Regions from separate parts of the Sus scrofa genome. Here region 1 is linked to region 2. The links are chromatin contacts, called in public HiChIP or PLAC-seq maps. All regions are on one chromosome and are shown on one strand. Each heading gives the region's core, a stretch centred on a gene start, on an enhancer-like site or on the middle of the called end of the contact. The rest is flanking DNA. Distances are from core to core; before and after follow the strand shown. Region 1 has its middle 35 kb from the start of LGALS3. Region 2 overlaps GCH1 (GTP cyclohydrolase 1).

Region 1 (6,746 bases), core at 1,393-3,892, 200 kb after region 2:
AGGCATCAAGCAGGACCAAAAGGGAGATACTGCCAAATCTTGAGGAGCTCTGCCTTTTACTGAAAACATCATTAGTAAATCATGTTATCCTGGAAGCACATTCCAGGCAAGACATCCTTTGGAGCCAGATCAAAAGTCTAGGAGGAACGAGGACTGTAGACTAGCACAGGAACCAAATCGACAGCTAGCCTGTAGGAGGGGCAGACTCATTGGCACCAGAGATTGGGAAAGACTGGAGGCAGAAGTGGAAATCAAATCTGGGATTGCCAAGGATGAGCAGACACAACAAAATCCAAATCCAGACACTGAGGTGGCATGAACCTCAGGTGGAGCCCAGCATAGACCACAACATGAAGATGGGGGTTCAAAGCCAGGGCAGCTATTGGTGTCTGCAGAGTAAGCAAAATATTGTCACAGGGGTTGCACCAGGTGGTGGGAGGACTGACTGGGAAGAAACACTTTCTGAGAAGATGCAAAGGTGAACATCTCATATCTTGAAAAAAGTGTGGGTTACACGAGTACATTCACTTGTGAAAAGTCACTTAATTGTACACTTGGGATTTACTCATTTCGATGTATGTAAATTTTACTTAAAAAATGTAAAGAAATCAAACCCTCGTTAGGTTTACTTTTGGCCATGCTATGAATCAGCAATTCTGAAATTACAATCTGTGTATTCTTGGGCATGAGGTAAACAGGAGCTACATTTCTAATCCTTGGGGAAAAAAACAGATACAGAAAAGGTGTTTTTTGCTTTGGAATTAAAGTAATCAGTTTAACTATACATCTAAGTCTAATACAGCTATATGTATGTCTCTGATATATTTCTAATATATATGTCTTTGAATTTATTTCTGTATATATATATATATATATGTAATATTATCTAATCGTATTTGCTGAAAGGGTCTAGTAACAATGAAACACCAGTAGGAATGAGCATATTTAGCACTCAGACCTTGGTTTCTCCCTCCCTCCCTCTCTTTTTAATTTTATGGCCACACCCATGGTACATGGAAGTTCCCAGGCCAGGGACTGAATCTGAGCCATAGCTGTGAACTTCGCCACAGTTGTGCCATTGCTGGACCCTTTAGCCCACTGTGCAGGGCTGGGGATTGAACCCACGCCTCCACAGCAATTCGAGCCACTGCAGTCAGATTCTCAACCCACTGTGCTACAGTGGGAACTCCAGATTTTGGTTTCTAAATACCATGATAATGGTATTCTAAATACTAATTGGTTCTAAATCACCACTAAAGGAACAAGGGATCCTTCAAAATGAGTTATTCCAGGGTTGGGGGCATGAAAAGTTGAAGATGAGCCTGGAACATCTTTTTGAGCCAAAATGTAAGGAAATGCCCAAAGAATCATGGGAATATGTTGAAAGGACTCAGAAGCCAACCTGACAGGGGCTTCCCCTGGCTCCACCTGGGACAATTTAAACATCAAAATAAATAATATCTATCATGTATTGTACTCCTCTGAATAAAATGTGAATCTATAGTGATACAAATAAATGAATAAATAAATAGAGGTAAAAGGAAACTGCTCCATTATAGGAGAATGCCAAAAAGGCAGAGGCAGAAAGTCATCAATGGATGCTAAAGGTAAAAGTGTGATTAAATGTAGGATAATTGCAGAGTTGCAAAGTATGCTCCCCAATTACTTATTATAAAGGAAAAAACAGTAAATTTAATGCACCCTGAAATCAATCAAGTGATCAAACCTAACGTCACTATATTGGTATAAACCAATATCCAATATCATGATCAGATTAGAATCCTTGGAGAAGAATATACCATTTCTCTGATATTCCTGTCCTAAATGCATAAACTGAGTCTAACCATGAGGAAACATGAAACAAACCCAAACTGAAAGACATTCTACAAAATAACTGGCCTGTAGTCTTTTAAAATGTTAGGCTCAAGAAACACAAAGAGAACCTACAGAAACATTCCAGAATAAAGGAAAATAAATAGATATGACATATATGCAGTGCATGATCTTGGCTTTGATCCTGGACTCGGGGGGAAAAAAAAAGTAAGGACATTTTGGGCAACAATTGATGAACTAGATGGTAGTAATGTTAATGCTTAATTTCCTGATTGTGTTACCTGAATTACTAGTAAGTGAATGTCTTCCCAGAAAATGCCCACTGGACTATTCTGGAGGAAAGGGGGCACCATACCTCCAAATTACTCTTAAATGGGAGGGAAGGAAGATGGAGGTGTGAGAGAGAGAGAAAGAGAGAGCACAAATAAGGCAAAAATGCAAACAAATGGATCAGATTGTAGGAGTTCCTTGGACTGTTCTGATAATTTTTCTATAAAACTGAAATATTACCAAAATAAAAAGTTCAACCCCAAAACAAAGGCACGCAAACAAACTTCTGGGTGTGGTCAGGAGCCAGGCAACAGTCTGACTAGCAGTTAAGAGGCCTTTGTTTACTGCTGGGGCAGAGCCAGCCCAAAGTATGGTGTTCCAGGGCTTGCAGAAGGGGAGGGTAGCCACCCTGTGGGGTAGGCTTAGTTGGCTGGAACTGGTATTGAATAAATTCTGTTAGTGACTATTCCACAAACTGGGGTGCAGTTCCTGGCATAGGCCGTTTTGTCCTTGTAGCAGAGAGGCCTTACAGCTGTTTCGTGTCAGATGATTCATAGATAACACAGAGCAAACAGAATCACTGGTAAATGTGTGAACTGTGCTCTTATTTCATTTCCTTTTTTAAAAATTTTTTATTGTAGTTGATTGACAATGTTCTGTCAATTTCTACTGTACAGCAAAGTGACCCAATTTCATATATATACTCTTTTTCTCATATTATCTTCCATCATGTTCTATCACAAGTGACTGGATATAGCTCCCTGTGCTATACAGCAGAATCTCATTGCTTATCTACTCCAAATGCAGTAGTTTGCACCTACTAACTGCTAACTCCAGGTCATCCTGCTTCCTTCCCCTTCCCCTTGGCGAGCACAAGTCTGTTCTCCAAGTCCATGAGTTTGTTTCTGTTCATTTCTTTTCATAAAACTATTGTTTAAGTTTTCTGATTTTTGTCACAGCCCACCAAGAGAAATGTGGTTACATTTTTCGCAAGGAGGCCCAAAATTTTAAAATCTGGTAAAAAAGCTTAAGGTAAAATCAGTTAAGGTTTCCCCATTTAGTAAGAGTAGTAATCAAGGCATAAGTTTTCCCTAAGCATTTCCTTGCCAAAGAGAAGCATACGTTTAAACATAATTCAGTAACATCTCTTCTGTGGCCATTGTCCCACACTTGGTCTTCTGCCACAGCTCTGAAGCACAGTGATTTCTCTTTCTCTGTCATCTCTTTTTTTGGCCAGAGATTCTGAGAATCTCTGAATTGCTAATTACATGATTTCCTAGGGTTCCTCCAGAAACTTAACAGATTTTCTTTTTTCCCCCAGAAAATTGAATGCCCCACAAATCAAAGACCAATAAGCCAAAAGTCAGGCTTCTTCACACACCCCCGAGGTGGATGTCGACTGCCTTTCCTCAGAGTAAGAGGCAACCACTCTGCCAGCTCCCTCAAAGTCGATCTCACTATGTAAGTTCTTCCTAACCCCTGACTTACGCCTCTCAGGCTGTGCTTGGGAAGGGCCAAGCATAACCGCTGTGCTGGGGAATGGAACAAAACAGAATTCACCTTCCCTTTCCCTCTGCCCGCCGTGGGGACTGTTTCTGACTCCCATCCTGGCTCTGGCGGCCTGGGCAGCACCTGGCCTACATTAGAGGGGGCGCTGCCCCTGGGAGGCTGGGAACAGAATTAGGTTTCCATAGCGTACTGGTTATCACGTTCTCCTTACACAGCTCATTAGAGTCAGGCTGAGTCATTAGGGTGTGGAGGCTGTTGGGTCACATTCTTGCAACATAACAAGCAGAGTCCTGGCAGAGAAAATACAGACTATGGAGTCTATAAAACTTTTTCAAGGCCAGCTCTCAAAAGCATGCACCAGGTCTGTGAGAGTGAAATAAAAACTGAGCAGAGCCGGTCAGAACTGCACGCATTAGATTAGCCCATGATTGACCTGAGATGGCAAAAGAAGAGGCCTCTGGAAAGACAAATACCTTGTGGAGTTTGGAGGCTCCAGCAGAGGGAGGGCATGAAATTCTACTTATAAAGAAGGCTGAAGTTTGAGGAGAGTCCTGATAAATCCCTTACCAGCCTCTGCTCTCCAGTTTACCTGCTTTTTTTTTTTTTTTTTTTTTTTTTGCTTTTCAGGGCCACACCCACGGTATATGGATGTTCCCAGGCTAGGGGCTGAATCAGAGCCACAGCTGCCAGCCTACACCACAGCCACAGCAACTCCAGATCCAAGCCAAGTCTGCAACCTATGCCACAGCCCACAACAACACCAGACCCTTAACTCACTGCGTAAGGCCAGAGATTGAACCTGCATCCTCATGGATACTAGTAGGATTCGTTTCGGCTGAGCCACAAGGGGAACTCAGCTTTAACTACTCTTGGTCTTGAACGCCTAGCCGGACAGAGTTTACCAAAGCAGAAGGAAGCCCTTCACACCCCAAGGATCAGGCAGAGAAGAGTGATTGGTACCTGAGATCTGTTTTCAGGGCATAATTGGTTCAAACCTCTGAAACCGTAAGATGAAAATCCAGTATATCTGAGCAGGTTTGCTGGGACCTGAAGGTTCACTAGACAAATCGAGGCAGACCTAACTTGTTTTCTTTGTAATTTAAAACCATTTCTTTCAGTGAAAAAAAAAAAAAAAAAGAACGAATACATATACATGTAAATTGACAGAACATTGTAAATCAACTATAATAAAAATTATTAAAAAAAAGCAAAGTATGAGGAGATGCCTTCTCACCTTTGGTTAGTTTTCTCCCACTTCCCAAGCTGGGCTAAGGAGAGACAAAAGAAAAGGAAGGGAAAGCCCAGGAAGACAAGAAGACTCCTCCCCTCCTTTCACAAATTTCTGTTCTTCTCCCATCCCGGTAGAGCCAGGCCTGGAAAGGGTGGTCATTTTCTGTGTGAAGAAAGCACCTCCACTTGTGCTGAACACTTCTGTCCAGGGCCTGTGTATAGTCCCACAAATGTCTCACTGGCAGCAAGCAGGTGCCAGGTATGGTTGCAAGTCCATCTTTGCCCCTGGAAAAACCAGTCAAAAGGCATGTCTTACTGAAGGTAATCAGACACCCTCTAAACCCAGACAACTTTACTGCATTATGAAATACAGAAGGGATGAAAACCAACATTTGTTCGAGGGAAGTTAAGTGTGCTGGACACTTGAGTTACATTCTTACTTAATCCCCCACCAACTATGAGGCAGATAGCATTATACCCATTTTACAGATGAGGAAACTGGGAATGTGTTTCTGACAAGGTACAAGCTGCAGGACCTTAGGTAACCAAAAGAGTTAGGATTTGAACCCAGGTTGGTACATACAGAGGCCTATGTGCTTTCCATGGGGGTCATCCATGCCGTGCTCGCCTTTCCCACTGGTTTGACCTCCAGCCATGTGGTTACTTCTGGTCACCCAGAGAGTTTTAAATCTCCCATGAGTTTTGAAGTTTGCCAGAAATGATGGCAAGGTCACTAGTGATTTGAACTCCATCTTTTAAATATATATGATTTAAATGTTATATTTTAAATACACTCATATTTAAAAAATTTTAAATATACATATATACATATATATATATATATATTTTTTTTTTTTTTTGGTCTTTCTGTCTTTTCTAGGGCCACACCCACAGCATGTGGAGGTTCCCAGGCTAGGGGTCTAATCAGAGTGTAGCCACCGGCCTACGCCAGAGCCACAGCAACACCAGATCTGAGCCATGTCTGTGACCTATACCACAGCTCACGGCAACACTGGATCCTTAACCCACTGAGTAAGGCCAGGGATCGAACCCACAACCTCATGGTTCCTAGTCGGATTCGTTAACCATTGAGCCATTACGAGTTTTTTTTATATTTTTGTTTTTTGCTTTTTAGGCCCGTACCTGCAGCATATGGAAGTTCCCAGGCTAGGGGTCCAATTGGAGCTGAAGCTGCCAGCCCACACCACAGCCATAGCAATGCCAGATCCTTAACCCACTAAGCAAGGCCTCATGGATACTAGCCGTGTTTATAACCTGCTGAGCCCAGTGGGAACTTCTACCATATTTTTAAAACAATAATTAAAAACACAAACATGCAGCTATGTTAACTACCAAATTATAACACAGTAGAAACCACTGGCACATAAATTTCTGCTGACAGGTTTCTGAGCAAATCTTGGGATAAAACTTCTTGAGTTCTCCCTGTTTCTCTCTTTCACCTAAAAGGACTTTGAAGAATAATTTACCTACACGCGAGTGCACAATCCTCAGGTAGACAGCTCATGAATTTCCATACATATAGACTCCATATAACCACTACCCACATCAAGATACAGACAATGTCCAGCACTCCAGGGAGTCCCCTTATGCCCTTTGAAGTCACTGATACTCTCTCCCCATCGCTATTCTGAGTCTGTCACCACAGACTAGCTAATCATATGTCATTGATTAGGAAGACTACAGGTATGGGGAAGACTACAGGCACTGGCCTTTTACATGCATTCGTAAAAACACAGTACACAGTTAACTCCCACGTCAGTTTGGCCCACACTCTTAGCAGGCCTCAGTGGGCCTATAAAAAGCCTTGGGTATTTCATGTCTGACTTTTATATCTAGGTCAGTAGTCTTTTTTTTTTTTTTTTTTGTCATTTTGCCTTTTCTAG
Region 2 (7,670 bases), core at 4,617-7,116:
AGGTCCTTGCTAGGACCTCACCTGTCAGCTGCTAGAAGTCAACAGAGTGAGGGAGGAGACGCTGCTGACAGGTGTGCCCATACTTTAGACCTCGGGGTGACAATGCAACTCAAATCCAACCGCCTTGCCCTGCAGACCCGATCTTGAAAGTGACTTGTGCAGGGTCATAAACTAGTTGTTAGCGCAGATGCCCTGACTAGTCCAGACTAGTTGTTCTTCCCTTTACATCAGGATGATTCTTAGTTAACACACTAAAATAGCTTAAGAAACATCAAAGGGACCCTTGATATTACATCAGTAAACATTTCTAACATGCTAAATATGCAGCTAAGAGACTTGTCTCCCTTTTATAAATTACTTCATTTGTAAAGGACCGCCCCTCAAGCAGGCTCAGTTTACTGTGGTGGAGGTGGTATAAAAAGAGATGGATATTAAAATGAAAAAAAAACCAGCATGGGCCTCCACTGAGGCAAATCCCGAAGGCATTAACAGCTGGAGGCTGTCAGCAAACTGCACCTTACCCTTATGGCTGAAAGGCAAACTGTTTCTGATGGGCAATCAGAGCGGCATACCTCCTGAGTTGCCTGGCATCAATGGAAGCACTTGTGTCTAAAGGGGGCTGGTGGGTAAGAGAGGTGTGATCTACAACAGCTCTACCTTAAAGTGCTCTGGAGTTCGGCAGAGCCCTCACGGAGTGAACAGCCTCTCAGCTGAACTCTTATGCTCATGCTCATGAACGCCTTACGAAGGCATAAACTATACAATCCATGTAATTGTATTTTAAGCTATTTAGTGACAAATTCCCTGCCTGGGACATTTGTCAATGATTTCTGTTGAACTGGACTCTGGAGAATAAAAACAAATACATGTATATAAAGCACATCATGCTTCACATCAACAGCTGTGAACTTCACTGAAACAGCATCTGGACCAACGAGGTCTCAAAAAAAATTCAACCTGGAACTTAGCAACTTCCAATTTCCTCACCTAAACCTGTTGCTTGGTTGCTTGTTCATATAATTCTAGAGGCCATTGCTGTTGATGGGGTGGTGTGGAGGAGTGGTGTCTCATGGTTAGCAACCAAACCGCCCCCCCAAAAAAGGAGGGAAAATTAGAGGAAGAGAGCAGATGATAAGGGCCAAATATTGCAGAACAAGCCTCGTGTAGGACAGACTTCTACCTCAGTCTCCAGCTGCAGTATGGTGAGACAGAGTGGTTTTTCAAAACACGCTATGCATTAAACTAAAATACTGAATTGCATGGAGTTCCCGTCATGGCTCAGTGGTTAACGAATGTGACTAGGAACCATGAGGTTGCAGGTTCGATCCCTGGTCTTGCTCAGTGGGTTAAGGACCCAGCCTTGCCGTGAGCTGTGGTGTAGGTTGCAGACGTGGCTCAGATCTGGTGTTGCTGTGGCTGTGGTGTAGGCCGACCGCTATGGCTCCGATTAGAACCCTAGCCTGGGAACCTCCATATGCTGCAGATGCGGCCCTAAAAAGACAAAAAAAAATTAAAAATAAATAAGTAAATAAAATAGTGAATTGCCCCTTGTGAGGAGATGGTGATGAAAGATAAAAAAAAAATGCAGGCAAGAGGCTGGAACACAACAAAACCTCACAGCCATGGCGAGGAAAGACACGAGGAAACGAGTCAAGTATTTTTGGAAGGAGGAGACCAACTGGATGTCTGTAAAATCACATTGGCCCCAATGAATAGGGGCAGGACAAGCTAGGAGGCAAGGCCACCAGTTAGGAAGATGCTTCAGGTGAGAGATGACTAAGAGTCATAAAGAGAACATAAGAGAGTCTAAAGACAGTTAGGAAGTACATAAGTGAGGATTTGGAGCACAAGTAACTGAGGGGATTCATGAGATAGAAGAAATGCAAGATGAAACGAATGACCAGATAATAAAGACTGGACAAACCGGCAATGTGTGTTCAGGTAAAGGTCATGAGAAGGGCTGACTGGCCTGAATGGACTTTAAAAACATCAGAGAAGGAAGCCAGCCCTAATGCCTTCCCATGCTGATCTTTAAAGAGTTTAAAATAAACTAATTGCTTGGAAAGCTTCGTTTAATTTTAACTCAATGGTACAGACACCTATGAATATTAGTGTATTTTTTTATTCCAGAACACTTAAGACTATAACCTTCCCTTAACTATCAGCGATTATTTCTGTTTAAAAGAAAAAAATCAAAATAAATTTCCTTCTAGGCTCAGCTCAAAATCTACCTCCCTCCACAGTCATCTGTGGTTTCAAGTCTCTCCGCCAGAAGAACTCACCTTCCTTCAGACCACACAGAAACCCACTTGCTCCTCTCTGCAAGAACTTAGCATCAGATCCCTGCTAACACAGACCACAGGCTCCTTGAAGGCCAAGCTCAGGCCGACCAGTTTCGTTTCTCCTTTAACACTTGCCACACGGTCATTCACAGACTTGGTGTTTGATAAATAAATACACACACAGTTACTATGTCCTTAATTCTAAAAATTTCTTAAAATAAGTAAACATATGATACTTACAAATTTAATAATCTACGACATTCTACAGAATAAGTCATTTGTGCAAAGGAGGAACAAGCAGGTCTCTTCCAACTTTAAAACAGTGTTCTTGGAGTTCTCGTTGTGGCCCAGTGGAAATGAATCAGACAAGGAACCATGAGTTTGCAGGTTCAATCCCTGGCCTTGCTCAGTGGGTTAAGGATCCGGCCTTGCTGTGAGCTGTGGTGTAGGTCGCAGACGTGGCTCACATCCTGCATTGCTGTGGCTCTGGTGTAGGCTGGTGGCTACAGCTCCAATTAGAACCCTAGCCTGGGAACCTCCACATGCTGTGGGTGCAGACCCAAAAAGCAAAAAAAAAACAAACAAACAAACAAACAAAAAAACGATGTTCTTAACACAGACAAACCTTAAAGGCATTATGTTAAGTGAAATAAGCCAGGACACACTGGCTTTGAGCTGAAATCACACACACCTAGGTTCTGCTCTGTGACCTCTGACAAGTGACATGACCAGAGCGCCCTCAGTTTCCACCACTTCAGAGTGAGTACGGCCTCTGAGTTGACAGGAAGATCATTCAAGATCACACGCACACATCTGGCAGCTTCCCAGGGCTTGGGCGCCCAAACCCTGCTCTTTAACACCTAAAACTTTCATTCACCAGCCTCCAGCATGTTGCTCCCTTGATACAAGCCAGGGGGAATCTCACGGGATCCTACGAGTCAGGAAAAATACCCTCAAAAAATTTCTTGTTTCCTGTAATTTGTCAAATTGTTCCCTAAAGTCCTGCAATCCAGTTTCTGAACACATTAAGCTACTGAAACTACTAACATCACCTTCAAATGAAATCTCAGTACCCATGGTGACCATGAAGTGCCGTAGCCCTTCGAATATGCTGGGTTCCTCTTAGCACTTCATGTGCACTAACTCATTTAATCCTCGAAATAACCCCCAAAACGAATGGGTACCATTTATTGCCCCAATTTACAGGTGAGGTAATTCAGGCACAGCAGGGCAGTGACAGGATGTGAAGCCATGCAATCCCACTCAAGTCTACCACATCTTTGACCTCTTCCTCGGCTCCTTGTTCCTTTTAATGCCATCTCCTGCCTCTCAGTCTTCCTTTAGGGCCATCTCGGCTGACTCTTCTCTCACTCTTCCCACAGGTGGCATGCTAATATCTCCTCCTCTGCTCCTTTGAGGAGCTCAGGCATTCTCCTAGCTTTGACCATCAGCCTTACAGCGATAATTCACTTAAATTTCTAGCCTTCATTCATGCCATCTCTTGCCCAGTTTATTTCCTCCCTTTCCTTCTGCACAAATGCAAATTCTAACCACCCTCATCTCAAAAGCTGTTGCAGTTGCTTTTAGTGCAACTGTGTACAACTATATTATTGCGTCGGGGGTCAGGAATTCAGACAGGCACAGAGGAGATGAATGGCCTCTGGTCTACAAAGTCTTGGGCCACAGTGAGGACCACTAGTTGTCTGGGGACTGGAATCACCTGGAGGAGTCTTTACTCACATGTCTAGTGCTTGGTATCAGCCGTTGGGTGGGACCCCCAGCTAAAACCATCAGCTAGTACATCCACGTGAGTCCTCTCCATGTGGCAGAGCTTCCTCACAGCATGATAGCCTCCAAGTAACTGGATTTTTTACATTGCTGCGCCTCAGGCCTGCAAAACTTCCCACGTTCTTTTAAAACACTTTCTGATTAACCCAAATGCACAGTTTTTCCTCACCATAAAAAAGGAATATATTATCAGGAGCTTTTCACATACCTCCTTAATTTTTGTAAAAGCCCAGGCAAAGTAGGTATTACCATCCTTTGCAAAAAAAGGAAAAAATAAATAAATAAATAAATATAGTGAAAAGTACTGATTCCACTTATCTGCCATCTACCCAGTTCATATCCCTGATTAACATGTAACCTTCTGTGCATCCCCCAACTCTTAATACCAATATAAACAACACTTATTGTCCCTTCCTCCACCTTTTTTTCTGTAAAATATAACTCTTCTGCCTCATTTAGCCATTCTAAGGGGACTAGACATGTAGGATGCCTCCTTTCCTGGCTACAGTGACTAACCCTCAGCATATGTCATTTCATGTATGTAATTCACGAGGCAGCATTTTCAAATAGGATATATGCATTTGTATTTGATACATGTTGCCAAATTAGTCTCCATAAGGATAGTTATACTCTCAAGCGTAATATGTTTTCCTATAACTTCAATAATGTAATGCAATATCAAATTTCTAGATTTTTTGCCAATCAAACAAGGAAATAATATACCTTGGTATCCTGAAAGATTTTCTAGAGATTCTTCCCCATGAGAATTTTGATGTGCCAGGGAAACGGGTTAGTTGCTTCAATGGATACCTTGAATAACATGTTGACTGGATATAGAAGGAGCCATGTCAACTAGCAGGTGAGTTTCTCAGGTGCAGGACTCTATGAAGGACACAAAGATGTCTAAGGGGTGACCCCTGGTTTAGAAGTGTTCAGAGATCTGCTAGAAATCATTTCCATGGCTTTTTCATAAAGCTAAGTCCCTTATGTTTTTCTTCAGTGTATAAAAAAAAGCCAGCATTGATTGAATACCAATGCACAGAGCACTGTGGTCATTGAAAGACAAGAATTAAGAAGAGATCCTTGGGGAGTTCCCATCGTGGCTCAGCAGAAACAAATCTAACTAGTATCCATGAGGACGCAGGTTCAATCCCTGGCCTCTCTGAGTGGGTTAAGGATCCAGCGTTGCCGTGAGCTGTGGTGTAGGTCACAGACAAAGCTTGGATCTTGTGCGGCTGTGGCTGTGGCATAGGCCAGTGGCTACAGCTGATTTGACCCCTAGCCTGGGAACCTCCATATGCCATGGGTGCAGCCCTAAAAAGACAAAAAAAAAAAAAAAAAGTGGTCCTTGTCTTTAGGAAATCAATTCACACATTCATCAAATGACGATATGTGCTGAGCAATTTGCTAGGGATTCAAACGTGAGTACAGATAGGTCCTCTTTTTCTAAAAAACTATGACTGAGGTTAGAACAGAACAAAATTCTAGTAAGAAAATGTCTCCTCAACCTTGAGTATAACAATTTTACCTCAGTTCAGACAATCTTTGATTAACCCAATCTAAATTGTCCCTCTAACTGCCATAAATTCAAAGGGGAATGTATAACTATAGGGAATCTATTTATTATATAACCTGGAATTAAGAATTGTTCATATAATCTAGGATTTATAATCTAGGATCATCAAAGACTAGGTAGTTGCCCTCTCCTGGCAAATTTTATTACTGCAGTCTGACTCAACCAAATACTGGACTCAAATTAGAGAAATATAGGGCAAATGAGTCAGTGGGGGAATGCCCAGCCCAGGCATTAGTTTCCAGAGCTGGACAAAGAAAACAGTAGAGAAGATACAAAGAGGAAGGAGGAGAGGAGGTGATTCAAATAAATCAGTAAAATATTAGGATTAAAATTAAATAGACTATGGGAATTCCCGTTATGGCTCAGTGGAAACAAATCCAACTAGATAACATGAGGATGTAGGTTCGATCCCTGGCCTCACTTAGTGGGTTAAGGATCCAGAGTTGACATGAGCTGTGGTGTAGGTTGCAGATGAGGTGTAGGCCAGCAGCTGCAGCTCCGATTCGACTCCTAGCCTGGTAACTTCCATATGCCTCGGGTATTGCTCTAAAAAAAAGAAAAAAAATTAAAGAGACTATGAGAGATTTTGATGATTCTTATTCTCTGTCATCCTCCCGACACAGCTACTTTTCAGATATGATCTTGTGCAAGTTCTCTCTGTGCTTCAGTGTCCTTTTCCCTATAAATAGGGCTAATGTTACCTACCCTGTAGGGCTACTGTGAGAACTAGTGAGGTGATACATGTAAAGAATTCACAACTATGTTCAGCATGTAGTTAGTGATCAGTGGTGTTTGTTGTTAATCAGATGTCAGCTCAAACAGGTATGGGTTGAACTGTGTTAAAGGTAAGTGGTCCTAAACTCAAGCGCCTCAGAATGTGACTTTATTTGGAAATGAGTGACGGCAAATATAATTAGCTAAATTGAGATACAGCATATTGTGGGAGTTCCCTGGTGGTCTAATGGTTAGGATTCGGCACTTTCAGTGCTATGGCCAGGGTTCAGTCCCTGGTCTGGGAACTGAGATCCTACATCAGGTTGCTGCATGCCGCAGCCAAAAAAATAAATAAATAAAGCATACTGGAGTAAAGGAGACTCAGTCCTATGTAACTGATGGCCTTAGAAGAGGGCAATGTGGACCCTGACAGAGGCATCGATGGGAGTGAAACAGCTGCAAGCTAAGGAGCACCAAGGACTGAAAGCTACCATCAGAAGCTGGGAGAGACAAGGAAGGACCACCCCCTGTGATTTTCAGAGAGAATATGTTCGTGCCAACACCTAGATTTCAGACTTCTAGTCTCCGGAACTGTGAGACAATAGATTTCTGTTGTTTAAACAGTCCAGGTTGTGGTACTTTGTTATGGCAGCCCAGTGAAACTAAAACAAGTACCAATTTGCTTGGCATTTTGAAGTTACATGTAGTGACTTTTCCTCCCAGGCCAGAAAAAAAAAATGTTAATAAATAATAGATAATACATTTTTAATTTTTTTTTTTTTTTTTTTTTTTGTCTTTTTGCTATTTCTTGGGCCGCTCCCATGGCATATGGAGGTTCCCAGGCTAGGGGTCGAATCGAAGCTGTAGCCGCCAGCCTACGCCAGAGCCACAGCTACTCGGGATCCAAGCCGCGTGTGCAACCTACACCACAGCTCACGGCAACTCCAGATCCTTAACCCACTGAGCAAGGGCAGGGACTGAACCTGCAACCTCATGGTTCCTAGTCGGATTCGTTAACCACTGCGCCACGACGGGAACTCCAATAATACATTTTTAAAAGAGACTGTTAAGACTAGCTTCTCTTCCTCCATGCTCAACGACTTTAACAGCTTTAACCAATTTTGTCTACTCCCAAATTCCAGTCATATACTTCAACAGTCTTGTTATTTTTTCTTCTTTATTCACAGTACCCTTTCTGGCAATACACAGAACTAAGTCCTACTTAAGTATTTATCAACAAAATGAATTAAAACAAAACTTATTAGTGAGTCAAGATTTAAAGGAACTACACACATCCAAAATAGAACCTC

What was found. HiChIP or PLAC-seq counts read pairs in DNA pulled down with a chosen protein or histone mark.
Region 1: an H3K27ac HiChIP or PLAC-seq map of alveolar macrophages shows a contact between it and region 2. The contact joins two enhancer-like sites. A contact is called at or near these places in 1 of 47 Hi-C or Micro-C datasets (embryonic fibroblasts) and 1 of 2 datasets of contacts at active chromatin or transcription factors (alveolar macrophages).

The regions. Positions count from the first base shown.
Region 1 is chr1:184,447,694-184,454,439 of Sscrofa11.1, forward strand. No RefSeq gene overlaps it. Among named protein-coding and RNA genes, the nearest start is that of LGALS3, 35 kb to the right of the region's middle. Within about 2 kb of position 2,643, at least 53 of the 83 cell types and tissues checked have an H3K27ac peak or open chromatin away from gene starts, as enhancers often do. A contact at or near this core is called in alveolar macrophages, where this site is marked.
Region 2 is chr1:184,244,300-184,251,969 of Sscrofa11.1, forward strand. All of the region lies in intron 2 of GCH1 (GTP cyclohydrolase 1), which reads right to left. Among named protein-coding and RNA genes, the nearest start is that of GCH1, 16 kb to the right of the region's middle. Within about 2 kb of position 5,867, at least 2 of the 83 cell types and tissues checked have an H3K27ac peak or open chromatin away from gene starts, as enhancers often do. A contact at or near this core is called in alveolar macrophages, where this site is marked.